2 separate regions of the Mus musculus genome follow, and region 2 is linked to region 1. A link is a contact called in public HiChIP or PLAC-seq data. All regions are on one chromosome and are shown on one strand. Each heading gives the region's core, a stretch centred on a gene start, on an enhancer-like site or on the middle of the called end of the contact. The rest is flanking DNA. Distances are from core to core; before and after follow the strand shown. Region 1 holds the start of Fbxw5 (F-box and WD-40 domain protein 5). Region 2 holds the start of Stkld1 (serine/threonine kinase-like domain containing 1).

Region 1 (5,888 bases), core at 949-3,448:
AACTGGGTGTAACTCCAGTTGTATGGCCTCATATCTGCACTGTGCAGCAGTGAGATGGTCAGGTCGTTGTTCCAGATCTGTTCCAGAAAGGCTGCAGGGTAATTACCAGGCCAGTTCACTCTGGCAGCACAGCAAATCCTGACTCTTCTCCATTGAGGGTTCTGGGTCCTCATGGGGCAAGAACCTTGGCCTAGGTCTTTACCACCCACTCTTATGACATCGTACCAATGTAGAGGGCTGACCCTGGGAGCTAGAGATTAGAGCTGTTCTAAGCTTTGGGTCTTGTGTGGTCCAGAGCAGGCCTCCAGGCACTATGTGGCCCTCTCTGCTTCTCTCACCATTGGCTTCTCTTCCCACTGAGTTCTGCTGCATGGGAGAGGCACCCTCACCTTCACCGTGCAGTCCTTGGAGCAGGAGGCAAACTGGTACCCCGAGTGGGAGAAGCTGAGGTGCAGGACCTGGTCAGTGTGCTCCTTCAGTGTCTGCACCTCCACACAGGGTACCATGTCATAGAGCCGCCGGAACTCCTCATACCAGGATGTGGCCGCTGTGGGCAATATAGTGTCACTCCTGCATGCAAGGCTCCCTCACTAGTCAAGATTGAGAGCCGACAGACAGCATGGCTACTGGGAGATGTTTTGTAGGGACTCTGGAACTCACGACTCACTAATTAGGTCTCAGCCACAGGGGGCACCCTTCTGCTCACAGAGACTCCCTCTTCCCCAATATGGCCCGTGTGTCCTTGGGCCATGAGCCCCTGCCCTGAGCCAGCAGGTTTAGGGGTGTGTGTACTGACCTGGGTGGCGGGGCACATCTCGAGCCACCTGGTAGTAGCGGTAGAATTGCTCCTTCCATAAGAACTCATCCCGGGACACAGCCTGCCATTGGCGGCATACCAGCCCAGCAGCCAGCACATCTGCAGGGCCCAAACTCAGGAAGATCTGGTAGACAAGGCTGTCGGGGAGCAGGGGCAGGCCCCCCTCATCCATCGTGACATTCTGCCCAGACGGTCCTGAAACCCACCAGTGGCGGCTCTGAACCCAAGCCTCCTCATCGCCAACCCCAGGGAGAGACTGATAGTCTGGGGTTCCAGACATGGCAGTCCTAGCTAGCCCCACCAACTGCCCACCGGAGAATTCCACTGCACTGAGCATGTGCGGGGGGAGGGGAGGGATGTGTGCATCTCTCTTTGTGTGTACAAGTAGCACTGCCCCACCACAGACCCAACACTTCTTGAAGGACCCAGGCAGTAACGTTGCACCACCTTACATTCTCCAGGACACCAAAGGACTTGCTGGACCAGACAGCAAGCCCCTGAGTACTACTAGGCCAGGTAGAACCTGCGAAGTGGGGGGCAGCCCCACTTTCCAGGTGGGGGCCTTTGATGCCTTCCCCAATGCTACAGGGCACAGGGAGGCAGGTGAGCACAAGACAAGCAAACAGGTCTGGGCTGCTCAAACTGGCAGGTCCAAGGTTTAGCAGCCCACCCTGTCTTTGACCTTGCTGCTATAGGACTTCAGGCCAAGGCTGACTTTCTTCTGAGAAGGGGTTCCTGCTAGCCAGTGGCATATGTCGTTCTGGACTCAGGAGACAGCCTGGCCAGGAGGGTGGTTAAGAGTGATTGGGGTTTCTGAATGTCAGAGGAGACATCAGGGACCACGCTTTGCTGCTTAGCTAGAGTGGGCAGCAGCTCCTTCATTCACCCACTGAACACCGGAGGGTGGATTGGGACGACGTCAACCTGCCAAGGCCATCACTGGCCAGATAAGGCCACCAAAGGCTGTACAAGTGTAGACATTGCAGGAAAAAAATATGGTGACAGTGAACAAAGCCCGTGAAGGTGACAAAAGCCAGTTAAAGTAGGACAAGGCAGAGCGAGGCCCATGACCGGGACCAGGCCCGAGAAAATAAACGAAGGCCACGATCGGGGACAAGGGACACCGAAGGTGGCAGAAGGCTGGTGAATGCAGGACTGGGAGTAATGGGGCACAAGGCTGGTGACTGGGGACAGGGCAGATGACACAGGTGAGTGAGCACGGCGGGGCCAAAGCCGGGACTCACCGCGGTGCCTCTGCCCGCTGCGCTGCGCCCGGCTTCCGCCGCCGCTCTAGTCTCCACCTCCACGTCTTTATGGAGGCGCCAGGCTCGACGCTGAGAGCCCCGAGGCATCGATGGACCGTTCCCCCCCCCCCCCCTTCCCCGTCTTGCGCCTGCGCCTCAGGCTCCGACTAGCAGCCAGCGTTTCTTATGCGCCTGCGCAAACTCTTACTTTCCGAGCGTTCTGACTCACAGAACAGTACTCACTCCTGGCTACCCTAAAGGACGGAGGATTGAGCCAGGCTCAGCTGGGCCGGTTCGAGACTCTGCCTCTGCTCTCTCTGCTGCTGGGCTTTGAACAAGTGACTTTATGAGCACGTTCTTGTTGGTTGTGGAGTTAAAGACAGTTATTGCATGCATAGGGTTGAGCACTGACCACAAGTGGAAATAGGGGTGCAGAGGTCAACTCTTAACTTTGCACTTGGGACACAATGCCCAGCTCCTATCAAGGCTAGGTTCTAGGATGGACCCTGGCTTGGGTTAGGGGTTCAGTAATCGGAAGACAGATGTGGACTTCCTGGACTGTGCTTCCTGTGGCACTGGACAGTGGACTCTGACCTAGGACAGTGCACCCCTCCACCTCGCTGTCCTGTCACCTACTGTCCGTAGCAGGTTGGCCATGCTGTCTCCAGGGGCTGTGTTGTTCTTCACCCTGCTCTTGACAGCCAGTTCGCTGGGCCAAAGGACTCGAAAGCCTATTGGGTCTACCTCCCCCATCAGCACTATCCAGGCCCAGGTCAATTTCAGTGCTCAGAAGGTAAAATCTGGGAGTGAGTGGGGGTAGGTAAAAGAGCAATAAGAACCTGCCTAGCTTGGCGGGATTGGTCCAGGGTGCCCCATTTCCCCAGTCCTGAGCACTCATAGTCAACTTCCAGTTTGCAGGGACATGGCTCCTGGTGGCTGTGGGCTCTTCGTGCCGCTTTCTTCAGGAGCAGGGACACCGAGCTGAGGCCACCACATTGCACGCAGCTCCCCAGGGTGCAGCTATGGCTGTCAGCACCTTCCGAAAGCTGTGAGTCCCAGCAGGACTTCATCCCAGCCCCTGAGCCCATCTTACTCTGCCCTCCTGACTCTAAACCTCATCTCTAGCTCTTCTGTGGCCTAGATAGCTATCCCATATGGCCTCTCCTGGGTTGGGGTTCCTAGAGTCTGGGTGCCTCCTCTTATGACATACCTTCTTCCCCTCCCCAGAGATGGGATATGTTGGCAGGTACGCCAACTCTTTGAGAACACAGGGGTCCCTGGCCGCTTCTTGTTCCAAGGTGAGGCAGGGGCATCAAGGGAGAGGGCTCTGGGCTGGAGGCAGAGGGGAAAGGACTGATGTGCTGTTGTGGTTCTGCCGCAGTCTCACGGGCCCGTGGACCAGTGCATATGGTGGTTGCTGAGACTGACTATCAGAGCTTTGCCATCCTGTACCTGGAACAGGGAAGGAAGCTGTCTGTGAAACTATACGGTGCGGACTAGTCCTGTGATCATACATGGCCTGTGCTTTTCACACATGACCTGTGCTCTGCATCCTCCAGGTCCACCTTGATGGACAGGGCGTCCCCAGATGGACACACACCCCTTCTCATTCCTTTTCTATCCCCATACTCTTGGCAGTAGGCACCCTTGATGAACAGCTACACATGGGATGGGGTGGGAACTGGATGGGGCAGGGACACACAGCTGACCTGGCTGTGTGTCCTGGGTTCCCTGCCATGTTGAAAGCACTGGAACTCTGCCTACCCCACAGTCCGCTCACTGCCAGTGAATGACTCTGTCCTGGATGTGTTTGAGCGGCGAGTCAGGGAAGCCAACCTGACAGAAGATCAGATTCTTTTCTTTCCCAAGTATGGTGAGTGTCCCCAGCCCGTGACCCTCCTGGGTGACGCCCGACCCCCTCTTACTACTGCCTGGGCCCCTAGGTTTCTGCGAGACTGCGGACCAATTACACATCCTGAACGGTGAGTGGTCAGTAGGGCAGAGCAGTGAAGGGCTGTGGTCAAGGTCTTTCCTGCCCCTGCTAAGGTTTTTATCTACTGCAGAGGTGCCGCGATAAGGCCATCTAGTGGAGAAGCTGTGGACAGTGGGCTACCCTCAGAGAGTTCTGAGCATCCTGAATGCACTCTTGGAGTCTCTCCTTTCTGTCCCCAGAAGCACCCCTTCATACAGCTCTGTTGTCCTAGGTCTTTTCATTAAACATCAGACTTGGCCCTGGGTCTTTTGTCGTTTTTTGTCAACCTGGATAGGAGTTCCACCAGGCCCAGGTGCGAAGGGAATTTGCGTGCGAACACACACACACACACCTTGGCTATTTGAGGATTCTGTCCTAGGGTGGTGGGGCTAGAAACAGCACTGAGTTCTTGCTCTCTCCCTGAGCCTGTTCCTCTCTGCAATGAGGACACATACCTTCCCTTATTCTCCAACCCCAGCCCTCTGCTCTGGCTTAGTGCCCATGGGGGTGGGGTGGGACTCAGGGTCCTGCTAGGGTATCTTCCCTGGAGAGGGGCGTAGGCCTACCAAGAAGCCCTTTAGACCCCTCCTAATCCTTGACCCTGGAGGCTAAAGAGCCAGAGGCCCAGGGGCACTTGCTAGGGAGATACCAGGATGTTTTTGAGGACGTGGTTGGAGCACATAGAGTGGAAAGCTGTACCCCAGGAGCAAGGAGTGGGCAGACTACTTAATGAACCGGTTAGAGGTGAGCATGGGGCTCCTGGAATGTGGGTTTCATTTCTGATAGAGCTGGCCCCCAGGATCACCTGACCGACTGTAGTCAAGGTTACCAGCTCCAGGGAACAGGAAGCAGGAAGCCTCACAGCGTGCCCTTAAAGGAGGAGCTAGGCCTTTTCTCCAGACAGAAGCAGTGTTCTTTCAAGACCTGGGCTGGTTTGCTTGGCCCTATAGGGCTGGAGTTCAGGGAACTGGGCATCATCCCAGATGTAGCTGGGCTCCTGTCTGCGTTGCTGCTGGCCTGACAACTTCCAGCACTTATTTAAGAAGCATTTCTCAAATGCCCCAAGCCCTGAGGACACAAAATAGGCAAGTCCTTGTTCTTCCAGGGAGTGTGAAGTCCAGGCTCAGCCACCTACTGATGACAGGAAGGCAGAGGTAGACTAACCCCTCCGCTCCCCAGTCCACCATGTCCTCCCCTCTAGCAGTGCCCCAAGTGAGCTGCAGTACTAGCAGAACTGCTGTATGATTCCCGGAGCAAAGTCAGAGGCCTTGTCTGCTGACATGTTTTTAGGAACAAGAGCTACAGGAATCCTGGTGGGTGGCTGCTCTCGGGGCCACAGCTGTCCCAGAGGAGGCTCTGATCACACAGGGTCTCTGGGCAGCTGGACTTTGGGGGAGCAGGAAAATAGACTGGAGAGTAAGTGAACCACCAGGGGCCTTAGAAGGAGGAATTTTAGGAGACTGTCCTGTCCACAAACATAGAGCTCACTGACGGAGCACCATGAACTTGTGCTGCCTGGCTTGGGCTCACTACCCTAGCTCCAGGGACACTTTTCCCTTTTTTTCTTGTGTTCTGTAACAGAAAGTGATGTTTCCACTCTGGTAGGGGTTGGGCTCATGTGGCCCTTGCCTCGTTGCCTTATGGGTCTGAATGGGCCAAGCATGGGCCATGCCATTAGCTTTTGACATAGAGCTCTAGAATTGACACCCATTTTAGTCTTCTTCTTTTTTTTTTTTAAGTGTCTTGCCGGGCAAGGTGGCGCACGTCTTTAATCCCAGCACTCGGGAGGCAGAGGCAGGCAGATTTCTGAGTTCAAGGCCAGCCTGGTCTACAGAGTGAGTTCCAGGACAGCCAG
Region 2 (5,843 bases), core at 3,073-5,572, 1.4 Mb before region 1:
AGGAAAAGAGAAGAAAACATGACAGTCTGGATTGGACCCCCAGAACCCACATAAAGGTGGGAAGAGAGAACTGACCCCACAACGTTGTCCTCTGACATCCATACACAGCGGTGCGATGTGATTTTTGGGTCCCCCTCCAACAATAATAAAAAAATAAATAAAAACTTAAAGGATGGTTAGTGGTAGAGTAGCCATTAGGGAAAGATGTGGCTGTCCTGAGTGAGCATGGACCCCCACCCCCCTTATGAGCACTGCATGTTTTCCTTCGCCCAGTCACTCAGTACGTGGGCACAAAACTCAGTTCCTGTGTTTGCTGAGTACTGGTCGTCCCAGGGGACCCAGTGAGCATTACCTCCTCCAGGGCCTTGTTGGCATGGTGCTCATCAATACACTCCACCTGTAGGTCCCAGGAAGACAAGCTCAATTAGTAAATGTGTAGTGAACATAGCTCCTACTACCTCTGCTGTCATGATCTCTATTGCTGTCATTATCACTATCACCATCATCATCACCACCATCACTACCACCACCACCACCACCATCACCACCATCACCACAACATCACAAGCACTAGCACCACTACCACCACATCAGGTATCACCTCCAACACTAATATCATCATTGACACCACACCATTTGTAGGAAAGTCAGTCAACTGTAGAAAAATCCTTTACTGGGCATGGTGGCTTGTGTTTATAATCCCAGTGCTAAGCAGGTAGAGCTAGGAGGATCTCTGTGAGCTTGAGGCCTCCCTAGTCTTATAAAAAGCTAGTGCAACCTTGTCTCAAAAAACCAAAACCAGGGCTGGGGAGATGGCTTAGCAGTTAAGAGCACTGACTGCTCTTCCCAAGGTCCTGAGTTCAAACTTTAGCAACCACATGGTGGCTCACAACCATCCATAATGAGATCTGACGCCCTCTTCTGGTGTGTCTGAAGACAGCTACGGTGTACTTAGTCATAATAATAAATAAATCTTTAGGCCGGAGTAAGCAGGGTCCTGAATTCAAATTTCCAGCAACCAAATCATGGCTCACAACCATCAGTACAGCTATAGTGTACTCATATACATTAAATAAATAAATAAATAAATCTTAATAAAACAAACAAACTTAAAGCACTTATTCTAAAATAACATAAAGAATAAATTGGCCCAGTGGTGGTGGTGGCGCATGCCTTTAATCCCAGCACTAAGGAGGCAGAGGCAGGTAGATCTCTGATTTCGAGGCCAGCCTGGTCTACAGAGTAAGTTCCAGGACAGCCAGGGCTATACAGAGAAACCCTGCCTCCAAACACCAAATCAATCAAACAAACAAACAAACAAAGGTGTCGGGATGTGTGTGTGGGGGGGGAGTTAGTTGAACCGGTAATGTTGGGGACAGGATGTAGCTCAGTGGTATAATAGTGCATGCTTTTAATCCCAGCACCCTGGAGGAAGAGGCAGGCAGATGGAGCTCTGAGTGTGAAGTCAGTCTGGTCTACATATTGAGTTCTAGGACAGTCAGGGCTACATAGAGAGGTCCTCAAAACAAACAAACAAACAGAAGAAAATTCTTTCAATATCTTCTGAAGTCCTACTCCATGGATTTTCTTACTAAGGAAGTGATATATGCTCAAGGGGAGGAAGACCCTGTAAAGATCTCTAAAGATATTTATCACAGTTGCTTATGCTGGTGAAAGACAAATTGAGCTAAAACCCCATGATTGGACAGGTTGGGCCAACTGCAGCACAGGAAGCAGTTTCGAGGAGACACAGCTGTCAGATAGGAGAGGAGGAAGCTGTGGTGACAACAGGAGACAATGTCAGTGTTGTCAACCTCAGTACCATTCTTACAGACATAAGAGACTGGAAAGCCACACAGGCTCCTGCCTATAACCCCTCACCTAATTGTTATTTAGAAAACCCAGATGGCTAATTTTGCTTGTGTTTGCTTGTTGAGACAAGGGTTTTACTGTGTAGCCCAAGCTGGCCTTGAACTTCAGCTTTCCTTATCTTTCTTCCAAATGCTGAGTACATGTCTGGTGTGGCTAGCTTTAAACAACAAAATACCACCCCCACCACCACTACCACCACCACCACCACCACCACCACCACCACCACCACCACCACCCCTCCTTTAACTTTTCAGAAGACAGGCAGCCACTTTGGCTGCTGGCCTGTGACATAAGAGAGCTGACCCCACAGTTAACTGGCAATAGAGGTGGATAAAACACTCCAGGCCCAAATCTCCTGGGCTGAGGCTGCTGGGAGGTCAGACCCCATCCCCAAGGTCCCTGTCAGCACTGCAGAGGAAGGTGCACAGGGACTAGTATAGCAGTACTCCTTTCTAGGGTACTCTTGTGGGCCTGCACCCACCCCAGCTGTGCTAGTTGTGTGCCTGGTGCTCAGCCTCTGGGACCCTCTCTGCCCCTTTCCTGTTTGGTAAGACTTGTACACCTTGCCGGGCAGTGGTGGTACAGGGAGGCAGAGGCAGGAGGATTTCTGAGTTTGAGGCCAGCCTGGTCTACAGAGTGAGTTCCAGGACAGCTAGGGCTATACAGAGAAACCCTGTCTCTCGAAAAACCAAAAAAAAAAAAAAAAAAAAAAAAAAAAGAAAGAAAGAAAGAAAGGAAGAAAGAAAGAAAGAAAGAAAGGAAGGAAGAAAGAAAGAAAGAAAGAAAGAAGAGACTTGTACCCCTTATTAAATTCCAGTCCTTTGGGAAACTGCAACCTGGGTGAGGATGGGACTCCTGAGTCTCACCATCTTTGGCTGTGAGATTGGGGTTTTTGTTCTGGGTTGGCAGGGTTGATGGGTTCAGTGAGATGACCGCAGGCATGTGGGTGAGCATTGTGGTTAGTGTGTGGTTAGCACCAGAGTGAGAGGAATAAGAGAGAACTCCAGAAGTCTCAGGCTACAACTTGCCTCAACGGGGCTTGTCTGGGGATTTCTGGAGTCTGAGAGACCTCTGTAACTTGGGAGCAAGGGGCTCTGCACCTTACCTGCTTTATCAAGAACTTGGTTTCAGTTTCCAGTTCTTCCACCACCAGGTTCACCCCTAAGGCTCCAGGATTCAGCATTTGCAATAGCTATCCTCAAGGAAGAGAGAGACTTTGAGAACGTCACATTATTCTCTACTTCCTACATGTGATGGTTCCACACTCCACCCCCAAGTATGGCTTCTTCTCTCAATTTTGTTGTAGAGGAAATGGCCTTAGGTGATGGATTGAGAAGCCTTCCAGGGTGGGGCCAATACAATTTCCCTCGAAGCCCATTCTGGAACTCTTATTTTATAGCCTATGGCCTTCCCCAAGCCTACAGGGGCAGCCTTATAGGTAAGAGACAGTTGGGGGGTGGGGCTGGGGGCAGAAGTGGCTCTTAACCCTAGTGATACCCCATCTAGTACCCTTCGCCAAAATGAACATCCAAACAAGGCCTGTGATTTGTGTAACTGGTGCAGTCATAGCTTCGTCTAGGGCACAGTACTGAAGGAAGTGCTTCCCAGCCATCCTCTGTAACCTGCACTGGTGCTGCCTACAATTCACTTGAGAGATAGATACTGGGGCCTAGGAGCAAGGTCCTTGCCTGTGGCTGTGGGACTGGGGTCTGAGCCAGAGCTCATCTTTGAAGCCACACCTTCAGAACTGGTCTGTAAGCCAGAACTCTACAAGATCAGTGCTGTCAGGTAGAAGGTGGCTGAGGCCTGAGTACAGAGGCCACTGTCAGCGTGGGGTAGGGGACAAGATATGTAGGCAGTACGGGAAGGATAATTAGCATACAGGGAATACAGGGTGTCCGTTGGAGCTCAGCCCAGGTAGTGAGCAGTGGTTTGTTTTTTGTTTTTCTCTAAACATTTCTGGCCATCAGAAGTGCATTTGCTTGGCTAACGCATGTAAGCCTTCTCTCAAAGAATACTGGAAAAGAGGAAAAGAAAATGAGCGAAACTGAAGCTTTTATAAGCCGAGTCTAACAATTAATGAGGCTGACATGTGAGGAAAAAAGCGATTAAAAAAACAACCACTCAGGTTCTGCCTTTAAAGACCCCATACATGGAGGGAAGGGGAAGGGCACGTGCACCATTCTCCAACCAGTGGTCAGACTTGGGGGTTGGTCATCATTTTAGAGGGAAACTGAGGCCCTGGGAGGACTCAAAGGAGGAGAACTCGGAGGAGGAAACATGCGGGGATCATAGGGTCACCCTGTGATGGAGGCTGGGCCTGGCTGTGTGGCCCTCGGACCTGTCCCGCTGCCCAAGGACACTGGACCTTGGTTGTGGGGGCATCTCAGCACCTGATATTTTTCCATGGTATCTCGTGGAGACACTGCCTCACTGTCCTACTACCGGGCAAAGCCCTCGAGCCAGGCCGGTAGTCGAACCCTCGTTTGAGCATGCTCGGTAGTGACTGCTCCGTGTGCCCACCCCACCTCCTCAGCCCCTCCACCTGCCTTCCATAACCCTCAACCCGGGGCGTGTCTGCTTAGCACTTTGGCTCGTACATGGCATACTCGTACTATGCCCCTTAAAGAAGCCACAGAGAATAGGGAGCCGTGTTTCGGACGAAGGGCAGGGCCCCGGTGTGTTGGGTAGGGTGGAGGGCGGGGCAGAGACTGACGACGCGGCAGGCGGGGCCGCAAGTACTACGGGCGGGAGACACAGGTGGCAGGAAGTCTACCAGCACGGTGGGCGGGACCTGCTGCTTGGTGAGGGTGGAAAGTGGTCAGCGCTTCGGGTTCTAGAGGCTGAAGGGCTAGGGGTGGTCCGTAGGGGCTGGAGGGGCGGGGCCTGGGGTGTGGGGGCGGGGTCTACCTGTGAAGGGCGCGCGGCGGAGGCGGGGCCTGTTCGTGAAGGGCGGTGCGCCGGCGCCAGGCTCCTCGAGCGTGGCGGGCGGGGCCTGGAGCGTGAGGGCGCGCGGCAGGCGGGGCGGGGCGCGGCGGGAGGCGCGGTCCCTTTAAGGCTTGGCCTACGTGGCAGCCGCTAGAGCAGCCGCGGCTCAGCGAGGCCGGCCGCCGGGTACTTCCTGTGGAGGCCGCAGCAGGCGCGAGCGCCCAGGACCTGCCAGCTGAGCCTTCCGCCGCCGCCATGGGACAGAACGACCTGATGGGCACGGCCGAGGACTTCGCCGACCAGGTGCGGCCTGCCCCACAGCCCGCTGGCCGTCACGGCCCCACGGACGCCCGTCCTCGCCGTCCTGCCTAGCTCTACGGAGAAATCCGAGGGGAGGCTGGGCGGGGGGTTGGGGGTGGCGGCCAGGGAGGCTCCCGGGGCCCGCGGTGCTGCTCTGTGCCCTCTGCCCTCTGAACCGCGGCGGCTCCTTGGGGACCTCTGGGGAAGGGGGTACTCTGTGCGCCCCGCTGCGTGGCCCCTCCGCCCTTGTCCAGGACCGTCCTGGCCCTTCCTTCTTTGCGTGGACTCTGCTCCGGTTGCCCGATCTGGGTCCACGCTGCCGAAGGAGAGGAGCCTGCCCCTTGGCTCGCCTTCCCAAGTGTACAGGTGGCTTGTGAACCGCAGGGAAGGCCTGGGATGAGTCTGGGCCCGAGCGACTAGCTGGGCAGGGTTAGAGCCGGAGAGAGGCGCAGGTGGCACCACTTTTTACAATTAAGTTCGACGGATGGGGTGGGAGTTGTGTGAGTGTGAGGCTTTGACTTCTGAAATTGTCCCGTTAGATCTGCGAAGTCATAATATAACCTGAACTAGCCCTGGAGGCTGAATGGTGCCGGGGCCCACCCGCCAGCCAGTTTTGGTTCACTTAGTGTGTTCGTGGCTGTCGGTGATACGAGGAGGCATTTTTTGGCCTAGAGTACTCGAAGGTTGGGTGTGTGTGACCATCTTCAAATGAGCTTCTCTACCCCTCCTTTTGAGGGGTGTCA

Evidence for each region. HiChIP or PLAC-seq counts read pairs in DNA pulled down with a chosen protein or histone mark.
Region 2: an H3K27ac HiChIP or PLAC-seq map of microglia shows a contact between it and region 1, with 5 times the contacts expected there. The contact joins the promoter of Stkld1 here to the promoter of Fbxw5 in region 1. A contact is called at or near these places in 2 of 39 promoter capture datasets (liver and pre-B cells) and 1 of 115 datasets of contacts at active chromatin or transcription factors (microglia).

Annotation. Positions count from the first base shown.
Region 1 is chr2:25,497,060-25,502,947 of GRCm38.p6, reverse strand. Fbxw5 (F-box and WD-40 domain protein 5) reads right to left here and starts at 2,198. Exons shown (of 9, transcript NM_013908.5): 1 at 2,062-2,198; 2 at 797-1,012; 3 at 390-547; 4 at 1-77. The coding sequence starts at 989. It overlaps C8g (complement component 8, gamma polypeptide), which reads left to right and starts at 2,442. Exons shown (of 7, transcript NM_027062.2): 1 at 2,442-2,854; 2 at 2,973-3,109; 3 at 3,289-3,359; 4 at 3,443-3,550; 5 at 3,833-3,934; 6 at 4,005-4,043; 7 at 4,125-4,298. The coding sequence starts at 2,717. The coding sequence ends at 4,138.
Region 2 is chr2:26,932,535-26,938,377 of GRCm38.p6, reverse strand. Stkld1 (serine/threonine kinase-like domain containing 1) reads right to left here and starts at 4,322. Exons shown (of 19, transcript NM_001379463.1): 1 at 4,266-4,322; 2 at 2,978-3,064; 3 at 353-397. The coding sequence starts at 4,280. It overlaps Surf4 (surfeit gene 4), which reads left to right and starts at 4,867. Exons shown (of 6, transcript NM_011512.3): 1 at 4,867-5,103. The coding sequence starts at 5,056. Gm36591 (a long non-coding RNA gene) reads left to right here and starts at 5,110. Exons shown (of 2, transcript XR_374179.1): 1 at 5,110-5,843.